Regions from separate parts of the Rattus norvegicus genome. Here all the other regions are linked to region 1. A link is a contact called in public Hi-C data. All regions are on one chromosome and are shown on one strand. The core of a region is the stretch at or near the end of the contact, and the rest is flanking DNA. Distances in the headings are between cores, read along the strand shown.

What was found. A called contact is a pair of places that touch in the nucleus more often than the background predicts.
Region 2: a Hi-C map of the A7r5 cell line shows a contact between it and region 1, with 5 times the contacts expected there. The contact joins two enhancer-like sites. A contact is called at or near these places in 11 of 12 Hi-C or Micro-C datasets (the A7r5 cell line, the Rat2 cell line, Schwann cells and 6 more).
Region 3: a Hi-C map of the A7r5 cell line shows a contact between it and region 1, with 10 times the contacts expected there. The contact joins the promoter of Sesn3 here to the enhancer-like site in region 1. A contact is called at or near these places in 5 of 12 Hi-C or Micro-C datasets (the A7r5 cell line, the Rat2 cell line, Schwann cells and 2 more) and 1 of 1 datasets of contacts at active chromatin or transcription factors (oligodendrocytes).

What each region holds. Positions count from the first base shown.
Region 1 is chr8:19,027,787-19,032,678 of GRCr8, reverse strand. It overlaps LOC134480141 (a long non-coding RNA gene), which reads left to right. Exons shown (of 2, transcript XR_010054321.1): 2 at 1-159. Among named protein-coding and RNA genes, the nearest start is that of Fam76b, 59 kb to the right of the region's middle. Within about 2 kb of position 2,633, at least 43 of the 93 cell types and tissues checked have an H3K27ac peak or open chromatin away from gene starts, as enhancers often do. A contact at or near this core is called in the A7r5 cell line, where this site is marked.
Region 2 is chr8:19,472,693-19,477,584 of GRCr8, reverse strand. No RefSeq gene overlaps it. Among named protein-coding and RNA genes, the nearest start is that of Endod1, 45 kb to the left of the region's middle. Within about 2 kb of position 1,929, at least 9 of the 93 cell types and tissues checked have an H3K27ac peak or open chromatin away from gene starts, as enhancers often do. A contact at or near this core is called in the A7r5 cell line, where this site is marked.
Region 3 is chr8:19,412,572-19,417,463 of GRCr8, reverse strand. It overlaps Sesn3 (sestrin 3), which reads right to left and starts at 2,037. Exons shown (of 10, transcript NM_001108125.1): 1 at 1,811-2,037. The coding sequence starts at 1,888. It overlaps LOC120094081 (a long non-coding RNA gene), which reads left to right and starts at 2,104. Exons shown (of 3, transcript XR_005487967.2): 1 at 2,104-2,239.

The DNA of each region.
Region 1 (4,892 bases), core at 1,384-3,883:
GAGAGGACTCAAAGATCGAAGAGTTCAAATCAATCAAGCCAGCAACATTTTAATATGACTGATTCACAGTGATAGTCTAAAGAAACAGATATCTGTCATTTCAGGTTAATTCAATAAATACATGAATAAATGATAATTATGTGTTGGATGACAAAAAAGCTGGGAGTCTTGATGAATCTTTAAGAGACGGCAAAGAAGCCCTTTTGGCACACAGATCCACATCGCATACATAATACACCGTACACATACATGCCACATACACATATACACCACACACACACCATACATACCCACAAACGCACACACAGTCTCACAGAAGTTTAAGTTGTAAGTTCTCCAAATGGTAGCTTTGATGACAAACGCATCTTAGAGCTCAACACTCACCCTGCTTCTGTGGTTAACCCTTCCGAGGCTCATTCTGAGCGCTAACCCCTGAGCCTACACAATACTGACAGCTTCTATTTTAAGCCTAGTCTTCAGAGGGAATGGGAAGAGGGAGCACTTGAGGACGCTGATGCAGCTTGGTTACTGGGTGGGGAACAGAAGAGAAAAACTTGCTGACCCTTCCGCCAGTGTATGGAGAAGCCAGTTATCACAGCAGTGAAAGTCTATGGTGGTAGGATAGTCTCAATTCGTGTTTTTACTATTGACCCTGCGGTATACACGCGGTTTCTGTCATGGTATGGGTGTGCGATGCGCCCCCTGGCTTGTATGTTTGAATCCTTGGTGTCCAGCAGGTGGCGCTGTCTTGGAAGGTTGTGGAACCTTAAGGAGGTGGAGTCCGCTGGAGGAGTCGTTCACTGGGGCTGCTCCTGAGGCTTCCTAGCCAGACCCTGTTTTTTGTTCCGCCCCTGCTTCCTGACTGTAGGTGTAATGCGATGAGCCAGCTCACACTGCCTTCCACCATGCCTTCCCGGAAGTGATGCACTGTGTAAATAATTCACCCCTTAACGTAGGTTCCCGTTAGGTACTTTCAAGGAGAAACATAACCAGCACAGTTTCCAGGAATCTCACCCTGCCATTCTTGCTTATTATTTTGAGCAAAACCGCCTGCTTCCTTGTGTTGGTAGCCCTTTAGGGCCATAGCTAAAGACATTCAAGTGATAGACTGTGCCACATACTGGCTCTGGCACCCTTACCGCAGCCCCAGGGTAAGACAGGATCTTATCTGGGTGAGAAAAAAATTCTCCATGAACACAGAAGAGAGAGAGAAGCAGCCCAGAGTTGATGGCAGTGTCATGGTGGTAAAATGTTCAAATGCTCAGTTAAAAGCAGGAGGAATTTTACAGCTGTGTATGTATGCTGCCTTCACTGAGACAGTAACACCACTGAAGGGCTGGATCTCCACTGTGGACTCCGATAGCCTCCATTCCACTGGTCTGAGCAGTGAACGTTAGCAGCAGGCGTTCAAGAGTGTTACAACAGAGGGGGTTTCCTCTCTAGCAGTAGTCACAAGCCTGCGGAAGGGTCCTAACGGTTGTGTGGGGTATATAAGTCTTCAGAGAAGGCACAGTCTGACTCGAAGCATCTCCTTGGCTAGCTCCATCTGCCTGAAGCTCTTCATGCCTTTGGTTAAAGAAAGGGCTGCACTGAAAATGCAATTAGAGGAAAAGATGGCGGAGGTTTCAGCTCTGGGCTTCTACTCCACCCCGTGAGGCCACTGCTTCAGATCAGCTAGAAAGGAATCTTGACAAAATGCATGTACCTTACACATGCAAAACTGGGTGGAGTGATTGGACATGTTAACATTAATTAGGAACTTCAGGGGGTTTGTTTGTTTTTTAGTCATAGCAGTGCCAGATGAACTGGGACAGTCAGTACCCATGACTGTTGTCATGTTGTGTTGCTGGGGGAGGTGGATGGACACTTTAATCGAGTAGGGTGGAACACGGTGCAGCCATCTCTGCCAAGGAGCATCGTGGGATTTGCATGAGTGTGAAGAGAGAAATGAAGTGTGGTGGTTTGAATGAGAATGTAAGGTCTTGTATTTGAATGCTTTGTTCCCAGTTGTCGGACCATTTAGGAAGGACTAGGAGGCATGGCCTAAACTCACTCTCTTTCTGCCAAGTGCTTATGGACCAAATGTAAGCTCTCAGCTACTGCACTGGGGCTATGCCCGCCCGCCCGCCTGCCTGCCTGCCCGCCCACCCGCCCGCCTGCCTGCCCGCCCACCTGCCTTCCTGCCTGCCCGCCTGCCCGCCCGCCCGCTCGCCCGCCCGCCCGCCCGCCCGCCCACCGGCCTGCCTGCCCGCCCGCCCGCCCGCCCACCCGCCTGCCTGCCCGCCCGCCTGCCACCATGCTTCCCACCATGATGATCATGGCAGTAACCTCTGAAACTGTGAGAAAGCCTTCTCTTCAATGCTTTCTTACATAAGCTGCCTTGATCCTGTTGTCTCTCCATAGCAACCATAGCTAAGACAAGGGGGAATCTGCTAGCTGTAAATGACATGATGTCGGGGGCCACTGCTGCGCCTGGTGTTCCTACTTAGCTAACGTTTTTTGCTAGGCAAAGCAAAAAGCCAATAAAGAAACTATCCTCCTTTCTAGAGCATACCACAGGGATGGAATAAGCCTTCGAGTCCACATTTGCTGAGTCCCCACTCAGTACTAAGCCCTGAGCCAAGTGCTGTCCCTCTACGGGCCAGGAAGCAGCTGTGGAGTGTGTTGCCATAGCAACACGAAGCGAGCCTGCCCCACTTATGTTGAGCATTCCAAAGGTTCCTCAAACAGAAATAGACTTTTTTCACACTTCCTGAGAAGATCTGTTGTTGTTGACTATTTGTTTACGTCTCACCATAAAGTTTAGTGATCACACGATACGAAGTGCTGTGGAGAAATGAGGAGGCCTCCCACACCAGCACGATGTTTTCTCTGAAAGATTACCATCGACCTGACATCTAGGCAGAATATCACTCCAGCCATTAATTCCAGCAGCCAAAATGAGCTTTTGTAACATCTCTAGGCAGTTCATTTCCCAGCTCCCCCCGACCCCCAGCTCTGCAGTCCTCAACATATCATGAAGGAGCTAAGTAGTTAAAAGAAGGAAGATCATGACAGGAACCAAGATCTAGCCATTCCTGTAAATGGGCTGGGAAGCTTCTTCAAACGTCCAGAATTAAGGTGCACTCTGACCTTTCCAATCCCACCGGGCATTGCTGGCTGGAGAGCGCCACCTACCGCTCACCCTCTGCTACTCTCTGTACAGGAGCCCCTTTGTCAGCTCCAAGCATCCTGACCTCCCCACGCCAATGCTAATATTTATAATTACCAATTGGATAAGTGCATCTTGGGCTGTGAGATCAAAGAAGAGGAGAAAAGCGGCCTCCGAACGTGAGAGGGAAGTAAGACAGAAGGCTTGAAACTTCTCGTCACTCCAGACACCTGCTCCTAAGGATGCCTGGGGACTGAATTCAAGGGCAGAGGCAGCTGGCAGCACAGTTTCTTTCTTTCTTTTTTTTTTTTCTTTTTTTTGGAGCTGGGGACTGAACCCAAGGCCTTTCGCTCGCTAGGGAAGCGCTCTACCACTGAGCGAAATCCCCAACCCCAGCACCAGAATTTCTTTACCCCTGACCATATAGAGAAGTAATAAAGGAGAATCAGGAGGCAAAAAGACAAAGTTTGGATGACAGAGCCAAGGAAAGAAACTGGACAGAGTAGCTAAGAAAGATAAACTGAGCTCTACTTTTCCTTACCCATCCCTTTTTCTTTTTTTTCCTCCCTTCTTCTAATTAACCAGCTTAGCCACTCAGATGGAGATCCACATTTGAATCTGCCTGATCCAAATGTCTTCCTTCAACTACTGTGAACACTATGAAAGTCTTATGCGAGACCATTTGGAGACCACTCTACAAAGTCCGTGAGACGATCTGGAAGCAGGCGGTCATCATATCTTTTCTTACACAAAGCAAACCAAGACAGCAGAATACTGAGACGTTCTAAACAACTGGTTCTTGCAGGGTGAAAGTCCTGGCTTGAAGTGCTGGTTTTCTGTGGTATAAAGTTGGTGCCAACTTTAAGCCATCAGCTGAACACGGAATTGGGAAATTCTGCACATCCATCAGTACCTCTCGGTCAAATGAGCTGACCCCATCATGCCACAGCTCCACCTGTGTGACCGTCCTGGGACTCCCATACACATGCAGGACTTGAGCCTAAAGTGGACTGTGGGACTAGCGGGGTGAGTTTAAGAAGGTGGGCTCTGGGTTAGGGTTTTATGTCAGTTTGTGTTTTACCAGTTTCAGTCCTGAGTTGGATTATCTCTTAACTTTCCCTGTAGTAAGAGACACTTCTCTCTGCCTAAGAGCTTCCAGCTGTACCTTCTTCTTGCTGCTGGGCTTGAAAGAAATGTTAGCTCTTCCCAGGTCCTCAGAAGCTTCCAGTTGCAGCTGGAGTCTGCTCTATTGCCTCTCAGCTGTGCACTACACCCTGGCTACGTCATCTGTCTTCCTGGGGAGGACTGTGCTGCTTCTCCAGAAGCTCTTGGAGTCTACAGCCTTTTAAATTGCATGGGCTAAATCTTCATGAAATAGTGTTCTTTCATTAAAATCTGTCTCTCTATCTACTCCCAATGTCTGATCTGCTTCCCCTTCTCAGTGAGTTTCGAGCATCCTTGGGCCCTCCTTGTTACTTGGCTTCCTTGGGTTTGTGCTTTGTAGTATGACTACCCTATACCTTATGGCTAACGTCCACTTATTTGGGAGCACACAGCATGTGTATGTGCTTCTGGGTGTGAGTTACCCAACTCAGGATGATATTTTCTAGTTTCATCCATTTGCCTGCAAAATTCATGATATCCTTGTTTTTAACAGCTGAGTAGTACTCCATTGTGTAAATGTACCTCATATTTCTATCCATTCTTCAGTTGAAGGATGTCTAGGTTGTTTGAAATTTCT
Region 2 (4,892 bases), core at 680-3,179, 450 kb before region 1:
AATGCAAAGAGAAGGGCAAATCATAAACTGCCTTCTGTCTGGGGAGAAAGGCTGGGTAGTCTGCCCCACAGCCATTAGCACGTAGAGAAACCGGGATTATACAAGTCCAAGCCATGTAGGCCAAGGGGCGGGTTGGTATTCTATCATCCTTTGCTCAAAATAACCAGGCAGGCAGGAAGGAAGAGACATGACCTTCCCAGCATAGACACGGCAGGTAGTGTGGCCAGGGCTCGTGGTCAAATGCTCACATACAGTAGGCGAAAGATGTGTGCACAAGCTCTGTACTCTTCCTGACAATGGTAGTCATGGGGGAAGAGAAGTCCCCCGTCTAATTCGAGAGTTGCATCTCTGTGTCTAGGGCTACTGCTTGGCCCGTGCCATGGAACCCTAGTCATCTGCTTGCTCTAACTGTTCATCTTGCAGAACTGCTCACAGCATCCTGCCTACCTGCTTCACAGAGGACAGAGTCACCTCATGGCTCTGCAGCTCTCTCAACGCCTCTCCATTGGACTTCTTCCTTCATTTATTCCTGTTCGCCGTATCCTATGTGGGCAAGATTGCCAGATTTGGCAAAGGGAGAAAATAGATGCTCCTTTAAATTAAGACTCTGAGGGGGGTATTGTATGACCCATACTTACTTATATTTTTTAAAAAATCACTCGTAAGGAATTCAACTGTCCTTGGGCTTCCTGTAATTCTACCTGGGAACCTCCTATGGGAACGACTGTTCTAAAACTCCATTTCTCTCATTCTGAATCCTTCCAGTGGTTCCGCATTGCCTCTGTAGCTGGAGCCAGGAACTCAGAATCATGTAGGTGGTTAACGAAAGGCATGTGGTGAGAGGGAAATGGTGTGTGTTTGAAGGTATGATAGACGCAGAACAAACATTTCCCTATCCCAGACATTCACATGTAGATTTTAAGACTATATAATGAATCTCAGTTAAGGCAAATACATACACACACTGCCACCCCCACATACTTACACACACACACACACACACACACACACACACACACACACACACGTCAGAGTGTCAACTTTCCCAGTGGAAGCCTGGACTAAGACAAGTTGCTTGGACTGTGCTTGGAAACTTGTCTGGGCTCTTGGCTCTGTTCCTCTCACCACTGTCCAGCATGAACCCTGCTCTAGCTTTTCTCTACCAGCTGACCATGTCCACTCCTCACAGCCATCTTCCTCCCACACTAGAGCCCCTGCCATGCAGGACATCCATACCCCTCCCTGCGCTTTCCCTTTTTAGGATCAGAGTGCCCTGTCTGTCTAGGGGCAGCTTCGATGGTCCTTGACTCTGTCTCTCCAGCAGGCCGAAGAGCAGTCCTAAGGGATTTGGCCATGCCCGCTCCCTCTGTCTCTTATCTCCTTAGTGTCAGAGTTATGTAGACCCGACCCTATCCTGTGCACTTTTAAATGCCACTTGAAACGTTGTTGCCGATACATGCTTAGTGTGTATTTGCCAGAGATCGGAAAACTCACAAGCACATCAGCCGTAGAGAGATGGCAAAGTATCAGACCAGGGATGTCTCCATCCCAACACTCCCCGGCCACAGCTGTCCCCCACCCAACTGTCCTTTCAAGCAGCTTCCAAGTCAGTGTTTTTAGACCAGGTTAAGTGTTGGCTTAAATGATGTCTCATGTACTGATTAGAACCCAACTCTGAAAGCTTTAAACAACAAAACCCTCTGATTTGTTGACCTTCCCAGTGACATTCTGGCTGGTCTGAGCTGGTCAAGGCAGACTGCCAGCTCCAGGACTGGTGTGCAGCCAGCTGTGCCTTCAAAGATCTCCCTCTTCAAGGCTTCTTCCTCCTCCAGATATCCCAGCTGCCTCTGGGAACTGTATGGCCAGCCAGGGTCCCTCTGCAAGTCTGGTGCTGTCTAAATCCTGCCCCCTTTCTTTCTCTGCAAAGTCGTTCTCATTCCTCAGGAATGTAGCCTTTGTGGTAGCAGTGGGCTCAGAGCTGTACAGGATAAACCTGGCAGTGGGATTCTTAACCAGACGGACACAATAGAAGTAGCTCTGTTAAAAGCCTACCTTCAAAGAGCAATACCAGGCACGGTGGACAGGCCTGCTGTGAAGAGATTAGAAATCATGGGCAGAAAGGGGACTAGCATGTAGTGAGAGAAGGGTTCTCCTGGGCTAGTAGTTTTCTTTCAATCCTCCTGCTGTAGTGTCTGGCAGGCAGGACCTGGCATATACTCATGAGTCAGGTGCTAGGAGCTGTGGAAGTGGCTAAAATACGATCCTGGCTGTCTCCCCACCCCCACCCCCACCCCACCCCCCCCCCCCCCCCCGCAATGGATGGGACAGTCTTGAGTGTAATGGGCCCTGGAGTTAGCAGCTCAGCACAGTGGTCCAGAGTACTCGCTTGGTGTCAGAGGGCCTGGCTTGGCCAGTGATGGGCTGTGTGCCCGCACGCAGGTCACTCGATCTTGTGTTTTGTGTTCTAAGATTGGGCTCACTTCAAAGCCTGCTCTCTAAGTTCCTGGCTGGCGGGGCCTTGGTGCCTGCCGCTGTTTATCACTCACTCATAGGAGGTGGGGGGGAGAGTGGAGGTGCAGAGAAAGGAGCAGCTTCTTGGAGAAGGTGTGGGGCAGGGGCTTCAAAGAGGAGGTGGCATTTGCTTTGCACCCTGAAAGACAGGTGGGAGTTCAGTAGACATGGCAGGTTTGAGGGAAGCTGAGGTACTTACTGGGTGTGTGGTCAGAGGCAGGAAGAGGACAGCGCAGCTGTTAATGAGGACAGATATATGCAGGGTGGAGGAATGATGGTTTGCACTGGGTCCGAATAGGTTGGGGAGGGCCTTGAACTCACAGAAGCTTTGCCACATTGCACAAGCCCTATTGCCTTGAAGGCTTGCTGCCCGTGTGCCCAGTTAGACGGGACTGCAGTACACCAGACCACACTTCCTAAGAACTTGCTGAATCAATATCAAGATTTAGTCTGGGGTTAGTTTCAGACAACTAACCAACCCGTTAGGCTGTATCCAGACAGCTTGGGCCCCAGTAAGTGTGACCATCTGAGCGATTCGTGCTCTGAGCATAAAAATCACCTTGGCAACCACTGCTTGGCTTTGCATTGGTGTTGGCTTGGCATGGCTAAGATATACCCTACATTGGCTGGGTAATTTTTGCTTTAGCCAAGGGCTTGGTCCCCTCAAGGGTCCACCATGTACCACTTTGTGTGGGCTCCAGGTCCGGGGAAGAGTCCAAGTGCCAATAATCAGCAGGATGAGAGCTCTACTCGCTGTACCTGGATGAAATCCAGGCTGAGCAAGGAGATGGTTGTTAATGCTGGTCTGACAGGAGATGGCTGTTAATGCTGGTCTGATGGAGTGGGGCAGTCAGCATTAGTAGGTGGCACTCTCTATTCTTAACAGTCCCTGTTGGCTTGGACGTTACAAACGTTGTAGCTCCTTTGCTGGCCTCAGTATCTGAACCTGGACTCCTGGCAGTGGCCAGTGTTATTGTGGCCAGCTCTCTGGAGCTCTGCTGGCGAGCAAGGCCTGCACGGTCTCCTATCTGGCTCCTCAGAGCCTTTTATTAGTGTTCTGCTCTCTCTTGGTTGCTCTGGAATTGTTATTAGCAAGGCTGCCTGACCCCTTCTGTACCTGCTATCTGGATTAGCTGAGAAGTTGGCCTCCCTGGGGCAGTGCATGAGAGCCGGGCACTTATTACTCATGGGTGTTGGAACAGCCAGCTGAGTGTTTAGGAACTGGGCATCAGCATCTGCTGCTAGCCGGATTGTTGGCCGTCCAGTAGGATCCATGCAAGCAGACAGCGCCCCCAGTGGACAGGCGGGATACACAGCAGGAGAGCCACCTTCTGCAGGAGTTTCAGCTGTTAAGCAGTGGCTACTAATGAATGAAAGCTAATCTGTGTGGAAGCAGAGTGATGGGGCTTAAAAACTGGGCAGTAATGGTCCCAGCTGCTGAGTCTACCTCTTTATAGGCTATCAAGTCTACAGCTGCCCCATCTACCGGGTCTGTTACCAGCTCGCCCTGCATAAGAAAGTAGGGGAAAGAAGAGAAGGAAGGGTGGAGAAAGGAGGGAGGGGCGAGCCAACGAGTTCCTATCCTTTACTGGGCCTCATGTTGCAAGCAGGTAGCATGGGAGAATGTCTCTTGAGGGGTGTTTGGACCAATCACTGCCACTTGCTTGGATCAACCCTCCCTTTAGCACCAATCGCAGTCATTAATGCTTGTGTTTTGGACCAATCACAGCCTTGCTCCTTGGCACCAATCACCACCGTCCCTTCGCTCTGGGAAGTTCTGTCTCTTTGGCCAAGGAGGAAGTGGTTCATCTAGGATTGCGGTTATAGAAAGTCAGACACAAACTGCTTGAAACAGCCCTGGCAGGGGCTGCCTTCAGCAGCCAGGTGAGCTGCTGAAATCTACGATGGTTCGGAGAGATCTTGGAGAGTTCAGGGTAGTTGGTGTTGGTAGAAGGGTGGTTACATATCACAGTAGTCCTTACGTTGCTTAAGCCCTCCCAGGAAAGAAGTGAGACCCACTAACACAGTTTCGAGAGTGTTAACCAAGCTTTCACAATGCTTTGCACCGCCTCAGGTGCCCAGAGAGCGCCAAGTACGCCCATCTGCCTACACCTGGGCTCGGGCCTGCGATGGCTCGCCCTGCCTATCATAGTCTTTTGTTGCTCTGAGTGGATTCTTCAGCTGTTATGAGTTCTTTGGAAGACACTCAGTGGCCAAGGCCCATAGTCATTCTGTTCCTAAACGTCCTGAGAAAGCAGCTGGGGAGGGAAGACCTGGCAGTGGGCAAGCAGGCAGCAGGTAGAGGGAATTCCCTCACCGCCAGCACTTCTCGACACCAGGAGCTGAGACGCTACCACAGAACCTGTAGTTACGCAGCCCAG
Region 3 (4,892 bases), core at 788-3,287, 390 kb before region 1:
GCAGAGGTGTGCACAATTATAAAATAGAAAACTGTGAATGCCCACTTTGCATGCTTCTTATAGTTATGGTTAGAAGTGAGATGGTCTTCCCAGATAAACAGAAATATTAGTTTCTTAAAAAACTGGAAGAAAAACATAAATATGTCATTAATGCTAGTGTCATGGATTCATAATCAAAGCTCTGTCAAACGAAAAATAAAAAGGTGCGAAGCCTAATTTTAATGTGCTTTGACTGAAATAGAATTATATCACTTAAATAAGTCAATTATAGCACTGCTCCCCACACTAGGACCCACACATATAACATTTCCTTTCATTTTAACTGAAAGTTGAATTAAACAGGTTTCACTGACACTGTTTTTCCTGACAAAGACAATTTCGGCTTTAAAAAAATTAAGAAATAATAATTTTTAAAACCTCTATTCAGATGCCACCTGGTCCAGCAGTGAAAGAGTTAACATTCAACTGAGCTGAACTGAGCTTCTGATCCATTACATTTCTCTCAAGCTGCCCTACAATGAGCTGAGCAAGTATCAACTGTAATTTGATCCAGGAGTTTATGGGGGAAAAATAACTGCACATTCTCAACATGCACATTTAATAAAAATCTTTTTTAAGAGAAACATATCCAATAAACACAATTTAAGGCGTATTTAATTGTTTGATTAACTTCAAACCTGCAATTCCTTTGCTTTCCTGACGCTCTCAAATAAAATAGGAGAAAGGAGGGGGGGCGGGGGGACCAGCTCCACTGCAGGGAAAAGAGGCTTGAAAAACAACTTTGATTGGCACTTGGCCTGACCCACAGAGGAAGAAAAACAGTTTTTGGACAAAGAGCGCAAATATTTGAGCTTGCTTATTTATGTGCTTGCTTCTTTTTCTTAGTACATAAAGAGCAATCCTAAATTGACTGTAGATAGGGAAATTGACAAAAAAAAAAAAAAAACCAAAAAAAACAAAAAAACCCGGCACCTTCTTCATCTTAGCTCTCAGATATGCACAGCTCAGCAATTTTAATTCATTTGGTGCTGGGCAAACAGAAACACTTCACCTAATGATTTCATTTCATGCAATGTAAAAAAAGAGAGAGAGAGAGAGAGAGAGAGAGAGTGGAAAAGAAACAGATTATATTAGTCAAGGAGGCTGTTCAGATCTGATTAAAAACTCTTCTGCGTCTACAGGGACATTTTGTCATCCTTTCTCTCCCTGAATCCCCATCCCCCACGGGGCGATTAAGCCAAGTAAGCTAAACAATACTGGAGTAAACTTTCTATCAGTCACTCTGGAAAGCAATAAGCTGATCTTGGGTCGGATTTTCTTGATCCACACCGCGGTGGGGGATGATAAGGAGGGCGAACCCAAGTCGTCTTCAGCCTCCACCTCCACCAACCCAAGCTGAAAGCGCTGGAAGATCGAACAGTATTTCCCATAGGCATAAAGTTCAAGATGCCTTCATGGTGCCTTTTGGGACCCACCAAGAGAATGTCAAAAGGCGGTGTCAGGGCACTGTGGGCCTGGCAGAAGCGACCCAGTCAAAGAAAACACCCCCCAGAGTCAGCCACCGCGGAGAGGCAGCCAGGCTCCTGCAGACCAAACTGGCTGCTGTGATTTCAGGCCAGCCTCCATCCCCAGCGGAGCCGGTTCCTCCCAGCATCCCAGCATCCCTTCAGCCTCGGGGCAGACCCGGCTGCAGTCCAGGGGCCGAGCGCGGGGACCCCGCGGGAGGACCCTTCGCATCTCGTCCCCCGCAAGCGCCGCCCGGACCCCGACCGTGGGGAGCGCCTCACTGCCGGACGCGGACGCGCCGTACCTTCCGCAGCACTTTCCGGCAGTTGGTGCAGAGCAGGTAGTTGGCCGAGGCCGACGCGCTGCTGCCACCGCGGTTCATCGCGCCGAAGCCGGGCTGTCACCGCGGCCGCTAGCGAAGGGCTGCTTCAACGTTCTCTTCTTAGGGGGTCGGACGGCAGCGACGACGCAGCGGCTGCCCGCGCGAGCTCGGCGGGGACGGCGGCCGCGGCGCTCACCGGCCCGTTGTTCCTCCCGCCCCCATCGCCAGACCCCCGCCCCGCCAGCCAGGACGAGCAGCCGCGGCCGTCTCAGCTCCTCAGTGCAGCCCCGCCCCCGAGGCCCGCCGCCTTCAGGGCAGCCGTGCTGGGCACCGCCCCCTCCCGCCAATCAGGCGGCGTCGGCCACGCCCCCTTCCGCGCCCTCAGCCAATGAGTAGCGTCGGCCAATCACGGTAGGCGAGAGCAACATGAATCTCCGGGCAAGTTAAGTTTATCTCCGAGGCTCGATGCTAAAGAGTGACCGTGGGTTAGTTAGGTAGTGGGGTCCAGTCTGCCAATGAGAAGTGGGGGTGTGGTATATGCAAATTATCAGGGACTCTAGCGCCACCCTCAGGACAAGCCACGCCTCTCTGCAAGACCAGGCCGAATGGACAGAGTGAGATTAAATAGCTGGAAGCTAGAGCTCGCTAGAGGATTTGAGACCTAGCTAAACATTTCCTGATCTCTCGGGAGTGGGTAGGGTGGACGCAAGAACGTTCCTTCCTCCCAGGGCAGTGGTTCGGCTTTCTCTCGGTCGGTTTAAATCTAAGAATAGCTGTGAGGAAGTCTTGCAGCACTTTGCACCCAGAGATCTCAAAGAACTTTATGCTCTTTAAGCACTCTGTAAGTCTTGTGCGAAAGACCAACTACCCGCGGCTGTAGAGATAGAGGTCTGAAGTCTATACATTGGAGTTAGAGACCTGGAAACACATCTTTGGTTTAGGGCTCTCTCTCTCTCTCTCTCTCTCTCTCTCTCTCTCTCTCTCTCTCCCCCCCCCACCCCCCATGATCATTCTCACAGCAAAGAAAGTTCTTTTATCATGAACAACTCAGAGGTTGGCTGGCGCTCGGTCTCTCTCTCTCTCTCTCTCTCTCTCTCTCTCTCTCTCTTTCTCTCTCTCTCTCTCTCTAATCCTGTGGGAGGCCTCTGCTTAGAGACTTGCAGAGCCCAATCCCTGCCTGAATAGAAGGTTTTGAGTACGAATTGCCGTTTAAAACGATTTAAAACTGACAACGGTGAGGTCAGGGTCTAGCTTCTATGTTCTGGAGACAGAAGGCATAAGTCACTGAGGAAAGCCAGATGAGCGAGGGAGCCAGGTACCCTGAGGGACCAAACCCGGACCGCAGACTGCAGACCAGACTCTGGCTGCCTGCTCCCCAGTGAGAACAAAGGCGGTGCAGAGCAAGCACCTGATTGGCGCAGGGTGCTCACCGGTGTCGCGGAACCGGTGACAGGGTGCTTCTGCTACTGGAGCAGAACAGCAAGCTCCCAGGAACTGCAGTTCCCCAGCCAGCCTTGGCGGTGACCACACCGCACTGCGTGCTATGACATCACCTGTTTTCGCTCTTGAGAACCTAATCTGTATTCTCGGCTTCTCGTTTTCTAAAGGTCTCGAGTGTGTCCAGATTTGTGAAGGCCTGCAGTTTGCAGAATGTATCTGTGGAGATGATTTTAAAGAACTGACCCACTGGTTTACATTTCTTGTATTATTTTTAATTTAACACATGTTTAATTGCTAGCACTACTTTGTGTTAGGAATTTAGTGTCCAATGATGTAAAACCAGGAAGTCGCACTTGGAGAAGCCCGCAAGGGTTAGCATAACAAAGCCATTAGACCACACTGTTGTCCAAACTGCCAATCTCATCCATACTCAACATCTGTCTCCACTCCATCCTCTTTAGAGACCTACACCATAAACAAGCCTACACAAAGAACAAAGGAAATGAGAATCTGCCCGCACCAGGTTTAAACAGACTGGAAAACCCCAAGGGTCTAGGTGATATGGTTAGGTAAGTGTGAAGGTCCATTTAGCCAGTGATAGTTAGCAAAGGGTGGCCTGATGCTGGGTAGACCTACATAGCCTAGAATAGCAATGATTTGGGCAGGGTGCTAAATATTCAGTTCAAAGAAACGGTAAAAGCAAGAAAACTCAACGAAGGAAGAAATTACTGCTTGCCTTTCATTGCAAAGAACCAAGAAATCTAGGCAAAAAGTCAGCAAGGCACAGTTCCCCCCCCCCCCGAAAACTGAAACACATATGTGTTCCCATTTTTGCTGAGTTTCTTAATCTATATTCTTGGCTGGGCCTCTCCCTCTTCCCACCCCCTCTCTCTTTCCCTGAGACAGGGTCTCACTGAGTAGCTCTGGCTGTCCTGGTGCTCACTATGGCTGGCCTCACTCTGACAAAGATTCAGCTACCTACCGCTGCCTCTGTGGGTTTCTATTATGAGCTCACTTTATGTGAGTCCATAGTAAAGCAAAGGAGAAACTGAAGGGCGAAGTGAATTTAATGAAGGGATTGAATTTTCCTCAAATAGTATTTTATTTCAAATTGTTTTCTAATATTTTCATAACCTTTCCCCTTTTTCCATCTAAGAGCAAATGTCTCTTTTGAAAAGAGGTCTTTTACATTCTTTAATAAATAAATCCCAAGAAATGATAGCCACAAGAGTCCACGATGGCACAACTAATGTCCTTTACCTAAGATTATCAAAGGGGGGTCTTTTTGGTCCACTGCCCTCCACTTTGATCAGCCTGTCTTTAGTGCCCTTTATTCAACTATAGATCATCTACACAGTAATGTTCCCTTTTTGTTGTTTGTTTTTGTTTTAAGTTTTGTTTTTTAAGACAGGGTTACTTTACATAGTTCTGGTTGTCCAGGAACTTGCCCTGTAGACCAGGCTGGCCTCAAACGCATGGATGTCCCTGCCTCTGTTGCAGGAGTGTTGGAACTGAAGGTGTGGGACACCAGGCGTGGGCTTCTTGTTTGTCTGGGCTTTGGTAACATTTCTTAGAATGATCCATGATGTGTGACTACATGGTCCTCCCCTGAAGTGCTCAGTGC